Regions from separate parts of the Hermetia illucens genome. Here region 1 is linked to region 2. Evidence: chromatin contacts called from public Hi-C data. All regions are on one chromosome and are shown on one strand. The core of a region is the stretch at or near the end of the contact, and the rest is flanking DNA. Distances in the headings are between cores, read along the strand shown. Region 1 holds the start of LOC119652653 (ferritin heavy polypeptide-like 17). Region 2 holds the start of LOC119653216 (headcase protein).

The links. Hi-C and Micro-C count contacts between places; a contact is called where the count stands out from the background.
Region 1: a contact with region 2 is called in a Hi-C map of whole body, with 3 times the contacts expected there. The contact joins the promoter of LOC119652653 here to the promoter of LOC119653216 in region 2. A contact is called at or near these places in 2 of 2 Hi-C or Micro-C datasets (an unstated tissue and whole body).

What each region holds. Positions count from the first base shown.
Region 1 is chr3:105,268,184-105,275,672 of iHerIll2.2.curated.20191125, forward strand. LOC119652653 (ferritin heavy polypeptide-like 17) reads left to right here and starts at 4,978. Exons shown (of 3, transcript XM_038056904.1): 1 at 4,978-5,218; 2 at 5,284-5,408; 3 at 5,464-6,194. The coding sequence starts at 5,297. The coding sequence ends at 6,035. It overlaps LOC119652654 (ferritin subunit), which reads right to left and starts at 4,339. Exons shown (of 4, transcript XM_038056906.1): 1 at 3,964-4,339. The coding sequence starts at 4,027.
Region 2 is chr3:104,939,172-104,945,775 of iHerIll2.2.curated.20191125, forward strand. LOC119653216 (headcase protein) reads left to right here and starts at 1,932. Exons shown (of 6, transcript XM_038057788.1): 1 at 1,932-3,719. The coding sequence starts at 2,863.

The DNA.
Region 1 (7,489 bases), core at 3,728-6,227, 330 kb after region 2:
AACCCGGTGGGCGGGACTTTTCAATCAAGGTCGCCTTTGCGGCCTGAGCATCTTAATTGGTATTGGTTCCCAATTGTGTGATGGTGTTAACGTACGTGGCTGCATGGTATAGAAATTTTCCAACTTGATGCCAAAATGAATTGTAGAAAGCGGCGATCCGAATGCCGCAATGTCGCTTTAAAAATTTCTTATTGATTGTATACACATGGTTACATGGATTTGCACACATGGAAGTGATAGAGAAACACGACACATAATACATTAGAAGATGCAACGCCCTGCAATCTTCACCCCGCCTAAAACCAGATAATTCACTTTTTGCCCTGCCTTTTCTTTCTGGTTTCGCCTTCTGTGTATAGTCTTCATGATACCGGCCTTTATGAGGAAACTGAAACAATACAATATGTAACGGGAAACGCTGAATAGCTGTAAGTATTTACAATGATCGATTCGTAGGCTTAGATTTTAAATAGTCGCACCATTTTGATTTTTTTCAGATTTTTCGTTCTCAAACGGAACCTGTTATACTTTTCGGGTAATACATTTTCAGAACTCAATCCCCTATGTTTCACATAATATCAGAAGTAAGATAAGTTACATACAAAATCTTAAAAATTAAATTTATCCAATAATGTAGGCGCATAAAGAGTCTTGTTTACGATGAGCATGAGAGCCCGTGTCTGGATCGACATGTTGGTCGAGTGTCCTTTTTTGTGACGAGAAACAATTCAATTTAGACGACTTCAATGGGCTCGGGTGTTATAATTTGCGCAAGCAGCCCGTAATATCAAGTAAGCGTTAAATAGATGACGATCGAGTCGTGTTATGAGTAGGAACTGAATTCAATGGGAAAACCAATGTTATGGGCGAAAATTGCGAATAGAATTGGCATTTTTCAATGGAATAATGCTCCGGTTATACCGCTCACGTCGTGCGCCAATATTTTGGCCAGTGAGCACTCGACGTTCTTCCGATTCCAAGAACTTGAACATAGTCAAAAACGTGCGAGGAAAATTATGAATCTTAGTTTACCCCGGATAGTTTGTAATAGTAAATGATCTTAAAAATGCGATGAGGGAAGTGATGGTCGAAAATCGATTAAAATTACATCCGCAATTTGATTTTCTCTTTCCCGCAATGGATGTGTGAAATGCTGACCAACTAAGGCTCACTACTCACTATTGACGGCTATGCATTCCAACTTCGAAAGTATCCTATGGTACTCATGGGTCGCATAATTTCGCCATCGCGAGCAGCTTTTTTATATGGATTAGTCTTCAGATTATTATTGTATTTTATATTGCCCGCCTATTGAAGTACAAAATACCCAATATAAGAAAGTAAAGTGCTCTTTCTAGTTATTTTTCTCATTTTTGGTCCCATGTCTAATTTTATTACGGGACGCTTCCCCAGACGACTGTTAGAAATGATAGAAAATTTATTTAAAAGTATAAAAGCAATTTGCGAACGTTGATTTGTGAAAAAATGACTGACTGTTGGCAATCCACCATCGAACAGAAAGATATTTGTGACCGGATTCAAGAGCAAAAACATAATAAATACCTTTGAAAAAATACCATTTTAAATAAATGTTACCCCATGCGGTTTTGTATGTGCCTTATTAAGATCGATTCAACGCCTGTCTATCTGTCACATCCTCAGAAAAGGCTGAACCGATTACCACCAAATTTGGTGAGGTGTTCTGTGAAGCCTTTTGCAAATAGCAAATGGCGCCATTTTGTATTGAGTTTGAGAGGGGCTCGCTATGCACGCGAAAGGGGAGTGTACATTCTTTTTTCAAAGAACATGGTCATGTGGGGTATCAAATGAAAAGGCTCGATTTTATTTCTGATATTGGATGAAATATATTAGAGTGAGCGTTCAAAATGTGTGTCCCAAAAGCTCTGGAATAAATCACAATGGCGCATCTATACGAAATCTAGGCCTCAAAATACATCCCATCCCGATACCTTCTCAAATAAAGTTATAAATATTGCATATTTTAGAAATTTACCGGAAAACCCTCTTAAGTTCATCCCGGAAGTACAAAATTTGGCATTGGTATACGGGATAATATAAGGTATGATGACAGGGAGGTGTTGAGTTGGTAGTCCGCCAGCGTGCTGTTGCGGGAGTCCAACACTCTGTGCGTAAACGCATTCACCTACCCTACTCCCAAAAAAAAAAAAATATAAGGTATAACGAAAAGAGAAATTCCATTACTATTAATAAAGTTATAGAAGTTACATGCTAAGATGATATATGACGTCGTCAACATATAAAATGAACTTATATGAACGGCGGGGTCCTTAGGGACATGTTAGTTTTCCTTTTTTAGATGTTTGCATATCAGTATCAATTACTTGAGACAGACATGTGTACGTTAGTACGAGTGGTATTTACTTTAAGTACATGTACGTACGCTTTTGTGCACGGGATAAAATGAGTTAGATTAATTTAGATGGACATTTGTTTATTCAGGGCGATTACAACATTTATCTTTGATATGTATGTATGTATGTATATCTGGAGTTTAGCAATTTGTGAAGGAATATTTTGCATTTTTAGCTATGTACGAATGGGAAACTGTGTACAAGAGTTCCTCATATAAATGAACACAAGACCTTTATATCCGAGGCATCCAGCTCCCGGTATCTCGGCTTGTTCAAGACGTAGACGAGGCAACGAGAACAATCTACCTAAGAATAAATAGTTGCAGCGTGGAAAAAACGGCAAGCACTGAACAACTACAACCAACTACCGCTTTGTGTATCTGAATTGTATACCATATATGATCAAGCGAGCATTCCCAGACGACCTCCTGAAACAATTATGCAAATAGGAGGAAGACCACCTGGGAAGCCGCGGAATGGCACAAGGCCGGTTAAGAGCTGCTAACCTTTTCGTGAATTACTCGGGACGTCAAGGACAGAAATGTTTCCAAGACTATATTTAAGGTGGCCATGATGGAAAACGATTGTTCAATGTGCATGGAAGACTCGGAAAAGAAAATTGAAGCATTTATTTCCATTAAATGGCGACTATCTCGAATTTCATTAACAATTTCCACGTCTTTTTTGACAGAATATAGATCATCAACCGCTAATTCTGACGTCCACAATTAACTGTTTTTATGGTCGGTAGTCCCTGCTAACGGTAAATTTTGAACTCGGACGACAAACCTTGGCAAGCCCTGTTCCCACGAGCTGCTATCACCCATTGCTTTGATTTTAATGGGTTTAGTCTCAAACGATGCAAATGAGCTTCTCACATACATAGAGGATTATGACGCTGACCAGCACAGTGCAAAAATTGACATGTAGCTCGGATGGAAGAACCTTTTGCAAACTGCAGCGATACGGACAGAAACAATGGTTTGATATGCTAAATGGTAACTGAGGAGTCTATCTAATCCTCCTGGATCCAACCTAGAAAGTGATAATCCCGACTTACAAGTCAGCCCAGCAATTAAACGGGGAAAGAAAAAAAAAGGGACTGTAGGAATGGAGACAGCCGATCGATGCAGATTCAACGATTTGGACAAGTGCGTGCGTTTCTCCACGTAAGACAAATTCGTAGTGGTCTCCATTGAAATGTTGGAGAAGCAACAAGTATGGAACTCGTTAAACCTATAAGTGTAACGATTGCATTTCCGGTGGTTTGCTTAGCGGTCATTTTATTTTGATTTATTTAAATGGAATTTGGACTGTTCACACTGTACGCCCATAGCGAGTATGTTTACAAGAAAACAAAGCTTGCACACATCGCGCGAACGGCACAGATCCGAACAAAACAAAGGACACCACTACCTTCACACACTCAATACAAACAAGGTTTATCGAACTGCGAAATTGTTAGGGCATAGCTCGCAGTTCCGAAGATTTCAGTTAGTTGGCCTCCACAGGATATCGCCAAAAACCTAATTTCAAAGTAAATTATGTGACCACAAAATTCCCAACTTACATTGCAGGCTTCCGTAAGCCATTGCGGCGGAGCACAAAACGAGAACGGCGACGAAAAACTTCATTTTGGACGAGACCTTTGTTCAAGAAATTGACTCAAAAATGTTATCACTTGTGCGAACTAAATGTCCTAATTCAATGGATGTCACACGCGAAAATCGCAACGCAAATTTGGCAATATTTCTCGGGCACAGGTTTCTCAGCGACTGTCAGCCTTTACACTCACTGGCGTAGAAGGCGGTCGGGAAATGTTTTTAAGGACTGGCGTTTGAGAACGCTTAGTTAAACAGTACTGCGCCTATTCGGAGCACGATTCAACTTTTAAATATTTCGAAAACGACTTCACGATCTGCACTGCGTATCAAAGAGATTGCAATTATCGAAAACACTTCACACGGCACCGATTGGAATGGCGACTCGCTTTGCATATGGCGCACGACGACAAGACGGGAACCAGTCGGTCAGCTGATTAGGACACATACACCACGACGAATTCTAGTTAATCTCGTACATTGCTGCTCAATGCAATCTGATTCATCGCTGTAGTTGCCAGACCAAAAGTGTTTAGTACGCCTAGGAAAATTCCCCGATTCCACTGTTCTTTCTCAGAAATAGACACTATTTGGAATTTTCCCGTTAATATCTTCAAATTACGTCATTAATGCACTAGGAAGACCCCTTTATGTATCAGGAGATACATATTTGTTTTGCACCCGGTTATGTGCTATTTGGTCTGACGTGTATAAATGAAATGGCGCCCTCCCTTGGTATTGGCTGACTTTGCGGCCATATTGCATCATCACAATTTCACAAGTGCGTGACTAATCGAATTTTCTCGACCCAGAAATGTACGCATTTGTTGTGGCAATTCAACCTGGTAATTCCGTTGTTTGGCTTAGGTCGTGTGTCGCGTTTTGCTTGAAAGGCATGTCATGTCGGTGTGCATAATGTTTGTAGTGTGTGTGTCGGCTGATAAAGTGGATCGCCATTGTGTCGGACATATTCTGTTTTCCTATCGAGTGCAAAAGCAAACGTCGTCATCTCCATTCGTGTTCGAAGATTATTGTTGATAAGTTGTGCTGCACTAGCAAATAAATTAGTTTCGCGCAGAAGATCGGTCGCCATTATCACTTTGGAAAGTGTCCGGTAATTTCCAATCTTAAACTCAATAAAAATCGGGAATTTCAGCCCCAGTGAGAGCTAAATCCAAGGTACACATTGCTGTCAAGGAGAAAAGTTTCCGTACAAAAACAAAAGTCCTCGCGTTGTGTTCGATTCAGTGAACTTAGTTTTAAACATTTCTTTTGTTCTGCGTTCACAGATTTTTAATCAACATGAAAGCCTTTGTCGCAGTTACGTTAGCCACCCTTTTAGCGGTCGTATATGGCGCAGACGTCGATGTGTGCCACAGTAGCGTGTTGACCGCTTGCGACGGGCGGGAAGGAGGTGAGTGGGGGTTTCTGGACCTCTTTTCGCATGTTTTATCATTCTGCCTTTCTAGGGGAGGTTGCTTGCAACTCTTTGCACGGAGGTTTCAAACATGCCGAGAGGGACATGCAATCGTACGTGAATTCGCAACTTGCAACATCATATGACTACTTGCTCCTGTCTACCCACTTCAACTCCTACCAGAAACACCGACCAGGCTTCGAGAAGCTGTTCAAGGAGCTCTCTGACAAAGCCTGGGATAATGCTGTGAACCTCATTAAAAAAATTACGCAAAGAGGCGGTGTCACAAATCTTAATGAGAAGCACGAAATTCCATCAACTATTTCTCGTGGCAAGCAACCAAGTCTGGAAGTTGATGAACTCCACTCATTGGCCCTGGCTCTGGATTCTGAAAAGAAATTGGCTGGCGATGCTCAACGTATTCACCGCCGCATTTCCCGATTGGACAAGGAAGAACATTACGATCCTGAAGTCAGTCACTTCATAGAGGAGAAGTTCCTGGAGGAACAAGCCAGCACCATCCGTAAACTTTCTGGGTATGCCAATGATTTGGCTAAGCTCGTGAGCGTTCCGGATCCTTCACTCAGCGTTTATTTGTTTGACGAGTATCTTCAAAAACAATAAATGGACGGTGTTCGCCAACCTAGGGATTATTTTTCGAGGATTCCCTTCTAGCTATATCGTTTTGAAAATTTTTGTGTAGACACGGAAATTATATGTTTAACTTCAATTCATTATTTTGTGATAGAAGTATCTGAAATAAAAATTATTCATTAAAGGCAACTGCTTTTCAGAAGTTACTAAACATTATTTTTCTTATGGAATAGTGGTTCTACAGCTGTGCCGTATGGAATTTAAATTCATTGAGGGTGGGTAGAGCGGTGCGGATGGGTTTATATCAAGTGGTGTCTTTGTTCGCATTAGACAGTGTGCCGTTCACGGTGGTTTGAGGGAAATTGGTCCGCGGAATCGACACTACCTTATTAGCGTTACAGATTTATAGCGTTTTCCATGGATAGTGTCAAAAAGCTTAACTATCCCAGCAAAATCATAATTTTCCACTCCTTGAATCATCTAGTGCTGGATTTGATTTTCGGAAATTACATAAAATTTCGTATAAATGGATATTTTTTCGATTTCAAAGGTCATCATCCCTTGGAAGGTATAACCATTCAGACTTCACAGAAATTTCAAAATCATTTTTGCATTTAAATTTCAAAATGCAATATCATAACGGTACTTAAAACTTATAAAGTTGACGCAAGTTTCCACATTATGTTAGCTTCCAATTGAGATATAATTGTGGAAAATTTAGGAATATTACGCATTCAATGGGAGAAAACGTGATTTCGAAGTACAGCAAGTTGACTTCGATATGATTGTTTTAAATGCGAAGAATGGAAAATTAATTCGCCAAAACACTAGAACTACCATAATTAAATGAATTTGCTCCATATCAAGACCTTATTTTATCCCATTTCATGGATCAATTTTCCTCAAACAAGTACTAACATCGTTGCATTCGCCCGAGATTATTACCCTGATTTGATCAGGTACTCCCTCTGCCATCAGTAGGATTTGAACCATGACCTTCCCCTACGACAGCCCAGCGTTCTAACCACTTGAGTCATCCGGATTCGGTATTATAGGAGGGGTAAAACGGAAATCACATCAATTTTTAATAAAAGAAATATTACCCATCCTTTAGATTTTTTTGTGTAACATTTAGCAAAAGGCAAATTACCTCTAATTGACTGAAATTTTATAGAAGGAAAATTAGCAGGGTTTGTTCAATTTTTTGTGATGCAATAATGAACTCATGTCGTTATTACTTGGAAACTTCGCCATGCTATTAACATAGTATGCTGATCCCAAGCCCAGGTAAACGAGGAGCGTTCGAGGCAATGTGCTTTGCACTATCTGCAGTAAAACAAAAATAAAATGCTGAGATCAGGGAAAGAGATAAATAGAGCATAGTTGGAGTTATTCCACTATGCTAAATCCTACCTGACCTTCTTGGTGACAGCTCTCGCGACAAGCAGTTGAATAAAATAAATACAATGTACTTAGAAATAAGA
Region 2 (6,604 bases), core at 682-3,181:
CTGGAACCGGAACCACAGAAGAATATGTACATATCTACTAGGGCATCCTCCATTGAATGCCTCGAGGATGCCAAGAGAGGGTGGCAGCCCCCAAGCTCGCAGCAGGAAAACATCGACTGAGGATGTGTCTCTCGATTGCGGCGCTCGGGTCTCGAGTTTTACGGCTCCATGCGCGTGATTGGGTCACTACTTTTTTCCAGCTTTAGAACGCATGTTATCTTCCAATAGGCTCGCCCAAGTTTCCAATGTTTGTTGGTTTTTGAGATTACAGTACGGATCCATACATTGCATTAAATAGCGCCGCATTGCCGAAGCTCCAAGTTTACCTGCATCAACATTGCTGTGATCGCACGATTTTTTGTCACTAGAACGGAGTTGTGGCACTCTACAATACCTTCCTCAAGGTATTGTGTCAGAACTCAGCAAAAAAGCCTTGGAATATGTATGACTTTTTTCCCTTTTAGCCTTTGTCCTCTCCGTAGCCAAGGTCGATCTTCCACTGTTTTCGGTGAGAAGCTTGGGCCGAGTGAAGTCGCAATTAAGAATGTGCATTAAGTTATCAAGTTAGAAAGTCATCTCACTAGTTAAATACCCATTTCACTGTCCTTAATTTGCTGAAAACTACAAAACTTCCCACATTCGTGAAATGTACCTAAATATGCAAGAATGTATGCACATATTGGCGGACAGTGAGATGTCCCTGGCTCCTCTGTTACCATGCATTTGTTGTCGCCACACATTCCTAGATTTGGATCCTGGTCTTTGGAGAAGCGAAGGTGCTTGCCTGCAATGCGCACATGCCTTGAATCCTTTTTCTAATATTTTCGGATATGCCCGTTCGATAGATTATTGCAATTCAAAAGAACTTTTTTTGTGTGGCAAATAGAAGAAACTGCGCAATAATTCCCACATGGCAGATTTAGGCTACAGAAACGAAGCCGCGCTCTAGACAAATATTTCGGTTGACTCCTCCTCGTCGCCCTAAACTCTCCACTCCTCATTCTGCTCCTCGACGAAGGCCATTAAAATGCACAGAAAAGTGAAACGCTATCCAATTGGCAACAGCGCGAATCCATTCCAAGCGTGCGATCACGTCCATTTCGGCCCGTTGAGATCCTGCATAGAAGCAAGTTCATCCGCTCCGGCACGTTGCAAGGCATCGCCGTACAACCTAACTGGATTGGAAATAGTTTTTGGCATTGGCAATGAAGAAATAAGAACGTCGATGAATTGCGCTGGGCTGTGTGTGTGAGTGAATTTTCACCAAGTTCACTCGTCATGTGTTTGCGCGTCGTCTCGCTCTCCGATTTTCCTTTGTTTCTCACTGAATATTCGCGTCGTGTGGGAACGCGCAGCCGATGACGAGAGCAAACGAAAGTGAAAATCGCCGAATGCACGCTCTCACGTTGATGGTGTGCGTGCTCGCCGGCGTTGGCCTGGATGCCGGGTACGAGCAAAAGTGCCGGTAGTAAACAAAACAAAATGAACTGCACGCCGAAGGCGCTCGCGGCGGAGGGTCGTGCCGGCGCCGCACCCCTTCGCCAATCCCCAGCCCGCAGAAGCTCGAAGTCCTAAGGGTGGCGACTTTCAGGGACGGGTTGTGCCGGTTGCGGACACTTTCCCCTTCGATGGCTGCAGCGGCAGTTCAAGGCGACGCTGGTTCATCCTTTATTCAAGGCCTCCAGACTGCAACCACTGGGAAGAGCCCGCACCACTCCGCAACGGGAAATGCGCCCGCCGTGGCTGTGTGTGCGTTACGTAAGCCGATTCGAGGCCGCATTATGTGTAAAGCGGGATATCCATAGAAAGTCGGAGGGGATGGGTGGAATTTCCTGAAGGACCCTTTTCCCTGTTCGGAGCGTACGAGCACAGGAGCACGGCGCGACCTCTCCTTCTGCACGGACGCTGGAACGCCGGAATTGCCCGCGCCCCTGCGGGGGCAGGGCGCGGCGCGGGGTTCGGCCGAACGTCTTCTGTTTTGTGCGGTTTCCGAGCCCGCGCCGCGCCCCTTCTGCTTGACTTTGAACTCGGCTCGATGCCGGTGCGAGAAAGTCGCGCGACGACCAGTTTCAGTTTCATTTTCGCTTTTCGATAGATCAGTTCTGCGTTGCGGAGTTGAAGGTCGGCTCTTCTGGCCGAGACTGTTTTCTGCGCTGCAGTTTTGGAGGTCTTTTGTTACCGGCGCTCTGTGTAGTGCGTATCGTAGTGTAATTGTGTGCAGTTGGAGCTATTTGTTTTGCTTTTCCTCCCGGTCTGCGGAAATCCTCTGACTCAATTCCGCTCTGCGAATGCAAGGCGTCTGCTGTGCGGGTGTTGCCGAAGTGAGACGTTGCAAACTCCCCGCGCGGGCAAGTGGCTTCTTCTTGACGTGCAAGTGCATTGCGAGTGCAGGACGGGTGAAGGTGCGAAAGTGTCTGGAGCCAGACTCTGAACAAAAGTGAAATTGCAAGTGGCTTCGCGGTGAATAGACGAACGTGAGCTTTTTTTTGGTGATTAATAGTTTCGAGGGATTTTGCTGGTGCATTTTGTGCTAACTGTTAGCCTGCCCGCGGCGGTCGCCTAAAACGACTCAAAAATTTTCATGAAGTGAGGCCCAGCCAACGCTGTGCTTGTCGGCTGGATCGATTAGGGAAGGGCTGAGATTGCCAGGACTATTGAGAAAGATTGGAAGCGCATTGGTAGTCCAGTGGACGATGGTGCATACGTTTGGTAATTGTTGACGGGAATTGAACTTGTGCTCCGCAGTGTCGAGTTAGCGAGAACGTGTGCCACGTTTGTGTTTTCGTTTTCCGGGTTTTTGTTCAACAGCCAGAAAAAACAGCGAAAATAGCTGCCTTAACGACACTCCATCCGCTGCTCCTTATGGCGCCGCGTAGGAACAACAACCCGCTTTCGAGCGCCATGGACGTTCATAATCTGCTGGGACTCGGGAGTCACGATCACGGCTTCGACGGGTCGCCTATTTCCTGCGCTAGTGGACCCACGTCAGGATCAGCCAACATACTATCGCCTCTGGCCAGACTGAGTGAGAATTTCGTAAGATGTTGCGTCCCGAACGGGGATTGTTTGAAGTCGAGCAGCGAGTACGGCCTGATTAATTTGGAGGACTTGAGTGACTGCGTGCGTGTTATCTGCAACAACGAAAACTGTACAGCGGGTCAGTATATGCACCGAGAGTGCTTCGAGGCCTGGGAGCAAGTGGTCTTGACATCGCTCAAACTCACGGGGCGAGGCCGATCATGGTCTGATCGGCAGCGGGCTCAGAATCTGTGGACCAAGAAGGGCTACGATTTGGTATTCAAGGCTTGCGGCTGCAAATGTGGCCGAGGCCACCTTCGCAAGGATTTGGATTGGACACCTCCGCTCAATAACAATGTTTTCGGCAGACTTGACGAAGAAGCAACCAAAAAGAAGAAGAAGCGGAACCGTAACAACCAGAAGCCCACGCTGGCCATATCCTCAGCAAATGCGGGAGGTTACCACCCAAAGAGCCAAGTAAACAATAACGGCTCAATTATATCCTCGATGGATCTTCGGGCGCGAGCCGGCAGCTTGTCGTCGAGTAATGGGTCCACCTCACCACCTGTTTCGGGGTCCAGCGAGCCCAGTTTATCTCCCATCCACAGTGGCAGCACCGGGAAGAAACAACCGTCGCCTTCACAGCACTTGCATCAGGTAGAACAAAAGTCCAAGGTGGAACTTTATTCAGAACGTGTTCGGTAAGTTTACAAATTGATTGTTATTGCGTAGAAAACTATTCACGGAAACTGAAAAGCATATGCTCCCAAGCCAGGCTTGAATCTGTCTTGATGTGTGTAAGAAGTTGAAGCATCGCCGGCGGTCGAAAAAACGTATGAGAGCTAATGATGGCGCCATTGCCTCAAGTTGCTCAAAAAGTATTGTCGCGTTTGTGACTTTGACATATGCTAGTGCCATTTTCGGGGCGAATCAGGTCCAAACGCCGCACCCTTCCGTTAGGACAGTTCGATTGGCTGAATAGATGTGCATCTAAATTATGGAACCCTTAAATCGCTTCTAAATGAAATTACAATCGGAGCGGTTTATAGTCTGTGGGAGTACACTGACATAGAACTAAGTATTTCATGGTTTTCAATTAAGTTCGATCGCGATCTGAAAAAATTTGGTACCCGCCGAAAAATTTGTGTCAGTCTAACTGGATTGGGGGTTGTTCATTCAGTATTGATTAGCGTCCCCTGGAATTTATGACAACTTTTTGTGATGAGTCTAAAAGACCATACATAATAGAGAAGAGTACATACACGGTACAATAGAGCCATGTCAATTTTGGTTTTGCTTAGAAGGTATCATTTCGAGGAATGGTAAACTATCCCAGGGCAACCCATATAGTGTAGTACGTTTAGTTTTCATAACAATTCAAAAGTGGAGAGCGTCTCTCATGTGGTGTCTGGTTATAAGGAATTAAGTAGTATTCTACCACATGTGGCAAATTAATTGGAAAACATCTCAAAGTACGAGCGTCAGCCAATAATTAATTTCCATTTTGCGCGGCCAAGTCTCATTTGCCAGATTGAAAACTACGAGAGAAGCTTATCAAAATATTTGTTTTTTCTTCTAAATTGAGGTGCATGCAATACAGTGTGGCCCCGCCATTTCGGATCCTACTGTGACCGGATAGGGTGACAAACTGAAAAGTTTCCCTTGTAATCTCGACCGACCACAGTTTCGCTAATCCGGATTGCATGTCAAATAATGCAATCATCAATGCAATGCAATGAAAAATCCCCGAAAATTCACTTGACATACGGAACTCATAGAACGGTAAAGTAGCAGATAACTACGGAATACAGGAGAAAAAAAAATGTTTTAGTTAGTTTTTCGCGAAAATGGCATGGAAAAGGTTCTCATAAAACGCTAACCCTTGTCGAAAAAGAAAACAATTTAATTCAACTCAATAATGGAATGAGGTACATCTACTATTTCAGACATAGAGAAAACTGGGGAAGTATTTTTATGTTTTTATATTGTGTGTACATGGATGATTTTAGAAGGCGAATTGGTAATGATGGTCAAATTGTGACGATGTCCCTAACCTGACTGCACGGCACTTATCCAACCGATGGACTAAAACGCAACATATTTAACCAAATTGCATTATTGTTTTTTACTGTATTTTTGAAACATATTTATAATGTTTATGGTGAAATGAAAGGATTGTTATTGTTTTATTTAAGAATGTATGCTTTGTTGGTTAAAATAAATGAATAAATATTTTTCTTTGACAATTTTTATACACCCTTGATAGTCGGGCTGGCTTGGTTTTAATTGACCTGGACTAGCAGGACTATCGTAGCTGTTACTGAAAATACACATAAGTGTTTTGGTATGTTTCCCTCCGATTGATATTTTTGGGTGGAAATTTTATGATTTCTGTTTATAGTCTTATCTGTCACGCATTTCTCTCGGAAACGGGTGCACGTATTGACACCGAATTTTGTGCAATGGGAGTAGTGTGTAGGGAGTAACATTATTCCACGCTGTGGTTAGGGGCGGGGGATCCCCATACATGCGAAAACGGGGTGTAATTTTTTTTTCAACGAATATGTACAGTGCTTTCCGAAGCTAGCATCAGTTCTGATATCTGATGAAGGGGCTGGAAAGTGGTCATTTGTTCGGAATCATTCTTAGAATCCACTCAACTTAAAAATCTGAAAAAAAAACGAAGCTGCCACCATGCCGCGCCTTAACAGTGATTTACCAGTTGAGTGCCTCCTATCAGCAAAATTTAAGGTGTATACTACCTTGTATGCGTGAAATCGAGTGTGGTCTTCTAAAATTTATGGAAGAATAATGAATTAATATTGTTTTGGTTATTTTTTTTTAATATGCTAAGGTAAGTTTTAAGTTAAAAGAATATTGTCGTGCGGGGTAATAAACGAAAGGGTTCAGTTAGTATTTTTCGAGAATAATCCTCCTTCCTCTATTGCGTAAAATGCAGGGGTATGAGGACTCGAAATGAATGCCGATCATTTGCTAAAATTTCTCTGCCGAGTATGCTTTTAATAAGCATGGTAGGTCACCACTAAGTTAACTTCAACGCAAGGTTTTGATGGAAAATCTTGCAGACGGAGTTATGATGATTTGTGTACTCGGTACTGTAATATCCTGCACGCAGATCTTATGTGCTGGATGGTCTCCTCTTCGCAGTTGCATTACCTACAACTGGAGTTGGTGATTGAGAAGCCATGAAGCATCCTGAATTTAAGTTAGGAATGCTTCGGTCTCATAAACTAGTACACCATCGGTCAATCATTTGTTGGAGGCTTCGGCAACAAAAAATTTTTGATATGACCTCCGTGAATGAATTTCCTTCTCCACATGTCGATCTTCTGCTGAATTGAAGTAGCATTAGCCATGGGATCCCATTCTCTATTATAGTGCAATGTTTTTAAATCCTCCCTGGTGACGTGAGATAGTGATCCTCAATTTCTTGGCAGCTCTATTGTGCATGTTATTATTTGCAAGAAATACCTTACCCGTCTATTGACAAATACTAAATGCGTATTACTCGACTGTATCACACCGAGAGTATATAGTATATGTATCACAGGTATATTACCCGAAT